2 separate regions of the Mus musculus genome follow, and region 1 is linked to region 2. The links are chromatin contacts, called in public Hi-C maps. All regions are on one chromosome and are shown on one strand. Each heading gives the region's core, a stretch centred on a gene start, on an enhancer-like site or on the middle of the called end of the contact. The rest is flanking DNA. Distances are from core to core; before and after follow the strand shown.

Evidence for each region. Hi-C and Micro-C count contacts between places; a contact is called where the count stands out from the background.
Region 1: a contact with region 2 is called in a Hi-C map of uterus, with 4 times the contacts expected there. The contact joins two enhancer-like sites. A contact is called at or near these places in 7 of 484 Hi-C or Micro-C datasets (the N1E-115 cell line, colorectal tumor organoids, embryonic fibroblasts and 3 more) and 2 of 115 datasets of contacts at active chromatin or transcription factors (fibro-adipogenic progenitors and pancreatic cancer cells).

The regions. Positions count from the first base shown.
Region 1 is chr4:82,591,975-82,595,998 of GRCm38.p6, forward strand. No RefSeq gene overlaps it. Among named protein-coding and RNA genes, the nearest start is that of Gm11267, 5.7 kb to the left of the region's middle. Within about 2 kb of position 2,492, at least 30 of the 459 cell types and tissues checked have an H3K27ac peak or open chromatin away from gene starts, as enhancers often do. A contact at or near this core is called in colorectal tumor organoids and uterus, where this site is marked.
Region 2 is chr4:82,446,176-82,450,492 of GRCm38.p6, forward strand. All of the region lies in intron 2 of Nfib (nuclear factor I/B), which reads right to left. It also overlaps 2310067E19Rik. Among named protein-coding and RNA genes, the nearest start is that of Nfib, 57 kb to the right of the region's middle. Within about 2 kb of position 1,321, at least 115 of the 459 cell types and tissues checked have an H3K27ac peak or open chromatin away from gene starts, as enhancers often do. A contact at or near this core is called in colorectal tumor organoids and uterus, where this site is marked.

The sequences.
Region 1 (4,024 bases), core at 1,242-3,741, 150 kb after region 2:
CTTTCTCCCCCTCTAGTTCTGAGGATATAATAGAGGGTTTTTTTTTAATTTGCTAGCTTACAAATCTAAAATATTCTAAACCTCAGAATTATTTTTAGGTCCAAAAAAATTAAAACCATAAAGTAAAATACAGTGCTAATATTAGTGGGTAGCATTGTTGCAATATTTTTAACAAAATTTTATCACCTTTTAAAAAAAAGCTTATTAAGTTGAAGAGGGAACTAAAAAAACACCACTCGGACCCTTTACAAAGCATTTTTCTCTTTACATACCATAGCAACCTAATAAAGACATGGTAACTTGGCAGATGGCATGGCACATTAGTCTTGGAACAAAACATTAGATGCCAAAAACGTGCTAGAAAATCCCTTCCTTCCTTCCTTCCTTCCTTCCTTCCTTCCTTCCTTCCTTCCTTTATTTTTCCCTTCCTTTTCCCCTTCCATTTTGTGTTATTCTTTATGTCATCCATAAGAAAAGGTTATCAACTTACAGTTTTTCAGTGCCTAAACAAAAGACATTGCTAAGGCCAGAAAGACTCTGGAGCCCAGTCTGGACAGGAGCATTGTAAGTAACAGCTTCTGTCTTACTTAGCACTGTTTAGGAGGTGTATATCGACTGACCATTTCTACATTGAGCAGAATTATTCCCTTTGTCTTTTTCTTATACACGTGTCTGAGGTCCTCTTTTTAATGGAGGTGTGGAATCACCCAGATGTACATTCTGGGGATCCCAGCATCTGTGGCCATGATATAATGCAGACAGGGTGCCCCTCTTCTCGGGCAGGGGAGATAAGCTCTGTTAAAAATACAGCCTTGTTTCTTTAAGAACTAGGCGATGGTTTCCAGCCAGCCTCTTCAGGCAGTGAACGTTACCCCTGCCAGGTGGCAGTGCTCCCAGTGATGGAAGATGTAGGGCACTGTGTGTGTGTGTGTGTGTGTGTGTGTGTGTGTGTGAGAGAGAGAGAGAGAGAGAGAGAGAGAGAGAGAGAGAGAAGGCCTAACATCCCTACTTTGTAAATTGTAGGCTCATTTAGAATTCAAAGAATTAACCTAAATCTAAGTTGGACCAGAAAGAGAAATCCCCTTCTCTCTCCCCTTCCTCCTCCCTCTTTTCCTCCTCCATAGCTCTGCCCTCTTCTCTTCCCTCTCCTCCCCTTTCCCATCCCACCCTCCTTCTAAAGATTGCCTTGGACACATACTCTTTAACCTCATCTACATAAGAACAAAATTGTAGGCAGCTTTCTGCATATCACACTTTTTCTTATTAGTATGAAACCAATAAAAGGACCTGTCCTCCAGAGAGGAAAGGATTCAACATTTTGCCTTGTAATAGCTGGCTGTCTTTTAAAACTGTCATGTAATTTCAGTGTCACCTAAAGTGTCTTATTACAAAGGCAAATCTCTCTGTCAAATAGATGTCACTATTCAGTCTCAGAAGGAAATTTCTACCAAGCAATGAGATAACCACAGGTTTCCATGAGGCTTATTCCAGCCTGTGAGCCTAAGAGAAAAGGAACACCTAAGGACGAACATTGTAAATAGATGGACCAAGATCATGAATCCCTTTAGATAAAAACCATTTGTAATTATCACAGGAAAATTTAGAATGTATTTTATCAACGATGAAGATTCAGAAAATTTAAGAAATGAGACTCAACATTTCTCAATCATTTTTCTTTTCCTCTTGGACCCAGCTATACTTTTATTCTTGGACACTGATTCTTCTGTCTTCTACTGAAAGCTATTTAGTAGGTCATAGGTCAAAGGAACATATTCTACTTCCAAGTTTAAGCCTTGGAAACCTCTCAGCAGCCAGCGTATAATCTCTTCCCCTCCATCTATGAGCTGACTGGTACTGCAGTATAAGCTAGAAGTCACATGGTGAGGATGGCATGGCTTTCATCAGCCTAGTTCCTCGATGGCTGCAGGGAGCTGAGCCTCTTCACTAATCAGATTTCAGGGACTAAGAAATAAGCCTGTGGTATTATGCTGTTGAGATTTCAGAGTTTATCTTCGTAGCAGCTAAAGTTGCCCCAACTCTAGCTGGAATATTGCCATATCACAAACTCAAAATGTATATAGCATGGTTCAGCGACAAGGGCAGGAACAGCGGTGGAATGGACTTTGGAGGCTGGGAAGATGAAGATAAGTTAGGCAGTGGCATAATCCTTTGATGATGTTGCCCCTTGATACACTTAAGAAGATAGACCAGGTGCATGCTGGTTCCTTAGCTCTAGGGGAAAGGGTTAGAAACCAGAACGCTGGTGGCAATTCACAAAAGGGCAGATGAACTGAGGCAAGAGCTGGCTTCTTTTCAAGCAAAAATAAAACTGAACACCAGAAACGAGAGGTGTTGAAAAGCTGGGAGATTTGACTGCTTCTAAAACCCAGATAGTAAGGAATATGATTGAATGAGACTCAGCTTTGCATATAAGATCATATCAGGAGTGAAGCTCCTCTCAGTCTAAGCTAGATGGCCCCCAAGGCAATGAGGAAATGGAGCAGGGGTGAGGACGGAAAGAAAACATGACTCATACTGGAGAGTTTTAACCAGGAAGAAGCAGACTGCAAGCAAATCGATTAGAAGTCTATCAGGCTTGTGGCAGAATTGTACAGCCAGGGAATCTATAAGCGTGGTCACCACAGCAATAAGCTTTAGCCCAAGATTATCAGTAAGAGGTGGGCTTTGAAGACCACACATTCTCCAGGGAAGGCCTTTGGTTCCCCTCTTCAAGTTAGAAGTGGCTAAAATGGTAAGGTCCAGAAACCTTCTACGTGGTGGCCCTGGCTGCCATGTAGAACAATAGACAAAAGAGTTTCTTCCACAAGGCGGGGCCTCCTCATTCCAACAAAAAGGGTTTCTCAGATCAGTGAGGCATAACATCTTTAAAAGCCAGTGCCTGTCCTCTCTGTTTGCCACTGAATATATGTCTCTGTCTGAGGAATTACTAAGGTAAGCCAGCGTCTTCATCTACCCGTTAGCCCTGTGTGCTTACAGAATGTTGAGGCTAGAGGAGGTCCTGATAATCATGTGAGAACACCTTGCCCGTGCCAGCTGACTTCCTCAAGGTGTTCGTGAAGCACGACCTCACATCTTTTCCCTCTAACACCAAATGATCTTGCATGAGAAACATTCTTTTAAGCCTCTAAAATTTCTTGGTTGATATATCTGGGTAGAAGATGGACCTACGGACTCTCAAGTATCCTCTTAATGTATTTATTTTCTGTTTTACTAGAATTAAATTTTCTGGATTGCAACAAAAACTTTTGCCTCATGTTTTAGTTGTAAAATTTAATTTTTTTCCTCCTAGTATAATATCTGACATGTAACTGTATCACACTTTTTTATAAACAGATAACAGTAGGACAACAGTTTCAACCTCCATCTGAGTCAACAATAGAATCCAGATGAGATTGTTGCCTCCTGTTAACTGATTACTCAGAATATTATACAACTGATGTGTGATGAGAGACGTGTGAACTCAGAACTTAATGAGCAACAGAAACACTGGGAAGAAAACACATGTGTATGTGCTTAGTCTCCCTCCCCAAGAACAACACTAATCACAATCAATATAGACATGTAAACAGAAAAAAGAGTTTAGTGTCTTTTAAGATGGGAGTAACAGATGACTGTATAGAAAACTTCATACCCAGGGATGACATTAGGATGTCAAACATTCCATAAAGCCCGTGATGTAAGTATATCTGCACAAGAAAACATTAACTTGTAGAACATGGACCTGTAGAAGCTTTACTTTGGGGATGCTCTTGTAGACCACATAGTTTTAGTGTTGCTCAAGGAAGAGGCGACCATATTAACCCTTGAATCATTTTAAAGATTCAGTTGGCCAAAAAGAGGGGTGGAATTTTCCATAGATCCAAAATAGTAAGCCACTGTATCAAAGTCTCATGAGTTTGGAATGAAAAGATCGTTTGGAGTCGATATCAAGCTCTAAAGACCTTCAGAATCGGAATCCAGTTATCTTCCTTCTCTTTCTAAACTGTAGCGGTTTCAGCCAGTT
Region 2 (4,317 bases), core at 71-2,570:
GGAGACGCCTTTCTCAGTTCTCCCTGCTTAGCTTCAATCTCTGACACCTAGAATTAACAAATAACCCAATGCCAGCAAAACCAAAACAAAACAAAACTGATACCTTTCAATGTCTAAACAGCACCTGAAATACACAGAGGGAAATAAAGGAAGTTAGAATAAGCCAAAGGCAGCATTTTTCCAGGAAACTTCAGTGGATTGTTATATGCTTCAAAAATGATGTTAGCTCAGAGAAAAAACTATGCAGGTGTTTGTGTTAGTGCCCGGCATTATTTAGGCTCTATTTGGCTTTGCAATGTTCTGGTAAACTAACTCTGAAATCCACTGACAAGACATCACGCCTGCTGTAGTCAACCTGCTCCCAGGGGAGTGGTACCAGTCACCTGTAAGAGCTTCTGTTGAAAAGAGAATATATGTCTTAGAAAAAACTTCCTACAAAAAACAAGAGTGAACATGCCACGTTTGCTGAATTACACCACGTAAGACGTGCAACCCCAGGAACAGGACTTTATTTGATGCACGTAGAGAACAGGATAAAGGTTACTACAAAATCACCTCTTTTCTAGTAAAAAGCCTATCAATCCGTGGGGAATTCTGCCTGATCAAGAAGAATCTGCTTCTCTGGACTTATGGTAACTGACTACAAATACTTCTTTGCTGAGATATAATACTTATCACAGGATTTGGACGAGAGAATATGAATGTGTTTATAAAATCATGAACAAATATTAAATGCCAAAGCTTTCCAAAGTTTTCTTGCAGGTGATATCTATTCCCTAGGTATGCCTGAGGTGTAGCGCATGACATTTAAGGTGATTAAAGATTATAGCATTTTGTTTAAAAGCAACAAATTAGAAACTTCAAGGAAAACCAGTCTACTGGCATTCCTTTGAAATCTGCATATAAAGGGCTCTATGGGGTGTTTTTCCTCGCCGTTGGGTGTATGTTGTGTAAGAGAGGAATTCCTGGTACAGTGGTTGCAGGAGGAATTAGAATCTTGCCTCCAAAGTTTTATCTAACTGCATGCCAACACATAAGGAGAGGCATGATGTATGTGTCGTAGCTAAAGAGTTAATCATTAGCAACTCTGCTAAAAAATCCTAATGGCAAACTGCCCATCATTCTTTTAGACGGAGCTTGTCAGAAAAAAAAAAAAACGGGAGCAGCTTGTCCAGCTCTGCAGTCAACTGATTACTAGTGAACTCAATGGGGCTCCCAGCCAACCCCTGAGATTGCTGCCAGCCCCTTGGGTATTCAAAGGCTAAGTTCCAATGTGGTCTACTTTGCCAGGATCACGTGATGTCGGTGCTATTTTCTCCTGACCAGAATAACCAGTCAGTCAGGCTGCTGGGAGTGCTATCAGTGAGCTGTGCAGCACTTCACTAGTAGAGGTCACAGACACACCAGGGCACCACTCTTTCCACGACCCAAGGGCCCAGGGACTCCAGGGGAGCTCAGCTAATCCCTATGTGTCTGTTCCAGAGACCCATGTCCTGCCCATGCAGCCAGCACACAAAATCTGCCCAGAAGACAAGGGAGTACAGGAGCTCACTGGGCAGGGTAGAGCTTGAGAGGTCCAACCTTTGCAAATACCCAGCTGGGTAGGAAAATAAATAGAAGCAGGCCTGGATTTTTGTTTCTGTTGCATTACTAGAGAATTAATAGGAAGCTCCATGAATTCGGTGGGATTCAGACACCTTCATCAGCATATGCCCACATTCCTTGCATGGTAGTTAAGATACCAGTTCATTTTTGCACTTATCAGTATGTTTTGTCAGTTGCTACATGATTTACAAGGGTGCATACACTCTGTTTTTAAAACTGTGGTTTTGAAAACTAGTAATCCTTATCGCTTAGTGAGAGAAACTATTTCACTCCCTAACGCACAATACAGAGAATTAAAAATACGACCTACTTTGTAATCTTTCTTCTCCTAGGAGAAGCATAAAAAAATCTCCCAGGACTGCAAGAGGCAGGCGTAGTAGGAGCTCCCCACTGCCCACATCCTGAGTCCATGGCTCAGTAATCTAAAAGACTTTTCAACATTGCTCTCAAGTATTTCTGATTTTCTTTTCTAATTTTTAGTTACATGGGTTTTGTTTGTTTGTTTGTTTGTTGTTTATTCTGTGCAGTGTGGAGAAGTACACGTGGACATCAGGAGACAATTTGGGGGAGTCAGTTCTCTCCTTCTACCACAAAGGCTCTGCCTTTTTACCTGCTTGCTAAAAGGGGTTGCACTTATGAGTGACTCTTGCCTTCGATAAATTCAGGTAAACTGGTATAAGAAGTAAACCTGTCAAGAAATTTGCAAAGTAAGAAAAGCCCAGAGAAGGAGGGAGGGAGGGAGGGAGGGAGGGAGGGAGGGAGGGAGGGAGGGAGGGGGAGGGGGAGGGGGAGGGGGAGGGGGAGGGGTAGTTCTGGAAGGAAGAGAGAACCCACCAGAGCACAAAGCAGGCAGGAAGGTAAGGTGAGTTTCCAGAAAAGCACACCAAGAGAAAGCTGTATTTTTTTTTAATCAATGCTTCATAATTTTCATTCATTACACTTATGAAAAAGTTTAAACAGATTCACTACAACTACAAAGTCAATGTCATCACCGTTATTCAGTCTAATCAGGTGCTATAGTTTGCTCTTCCTGATGGTGATAACTCATCTTTGACTATTCAACTTATCTTTTGTCCCGGCCTTTTCTTTCCATTGTAGATACACTGTATCTTACCTCTAGCATAACATCTGTGATGCTCTACCAAATGTCTGAAAGAAAGAAGCTTGCAGGATGCCAGTCCTTTGGTGCAAAGGGACTAAACCACTGTCACCAATTAGATAATAGCTGGATAATTTGACAGTCCTCAAAGTGATTGTTTCAAGAAATGCTGGAAACATGCAGAGGGAAACGGTTGAGGTTCATTTCTGAGTAGGGTAAGAAGCTCTACTGCAGAGGAGACAGCTTTTCATGGGAAATGTTGATCCTCTGACAGTGAGGAATAACGCACAAGCCAAGTTGAGAGATAATCTAAGAACTAGTGGGAGAGTGGGAAGTGCCCTCAGTGCCTCGCTGAATTCATGAAGGAATACAGATTTCTCCCAGCAGCATGCAAGGCCCCTCTACAAGGTAACACTAGTTTATGTCTCTAAATTCTCCCACTAAGTGTTGGCCTCCATATCTGTGCTTTCTTCCAGCCACACTGGGTAGCATGGACGTCCTTGCCCTTTGACATTTGCTCATGCTATTTCCTTTGGCTAATATAGCTCTCATAAATGACACATCTCTTAAGGTCAGTTTAAGACATCTCTTCTACCCCAAACCAGGCATAAGCCCCCACAGTGCCCTCCACAGTACCTCAAACCTTAATATTTGCCCTCTTCTTCAAGGCCAAGCTGCTGCGGCCCTGCATGACTCACTGAGTTCATCCAGCATGCCTCTGAGAGGGGTTGCACTTCATGATCCTTTGCTGAGTTGACATGAACTGATGAGACTAATTTACTTTACAGTTCTCCCGTGCACTGCCTCTCTGCAGGCACTCAAAAGCCCCTCCACCAATGCAAAGCCTTGTCTGCTATATTAGCATCTGCAACAATATACCGCATCCTGAGATAAATAATAGTATTACAGCACACTTAGCAATGTCTCATCAAAGAATAACTGGCCTCCTTCATTTGAACAAAGTTTTTTTTAAATACAGTTTGCTTAGGATTCTGTATACATAGTTATATATGTGTGTATGTATGTATGTATATATATATATATATATATATATATATATATAGAATATATATGTGTGTGTATATATGTATGCATGCTATATATACATAGAATATATTTATATATGCATGCTAGCAAACCGGAGCTAGAGGAACAAACAATAACAATAATCTCTTTTCTTTTTTTTTTTTTTACTCTTTAGTGTACTTTAGACAAAACTTATTTAAGTGGTGGGCCTCAAAGCATTCGTTTATAAAAGAAAGTATTAACAATGCCTCCAAATTCCAAACTAAACTTAGCAGAATCTGAGTAGCCAAAACTTGAAAACTTTTTGTTCAGAAATTAGAGGAAGTGTGAACTTTGCTGAGCATTTTGTCTCCTGCAAATTGATGGTATGTCTTTAATAAAGAAAGACCAATCTCATAGACTTCAATTCTCTATTGTAATATATACTAGTGACATTGAGCATCTGACGTCACCTTGCTTCCCAGTCCTCATTAAAAAGAAGTGTGATCAGTGACATATTAACTAAGTATAAAATAAAGGTCCTGGGCATACTGATGGCTAGGCACGGGACTGCTCAGCATCATATATGAGGTCACTAATGTTTATAG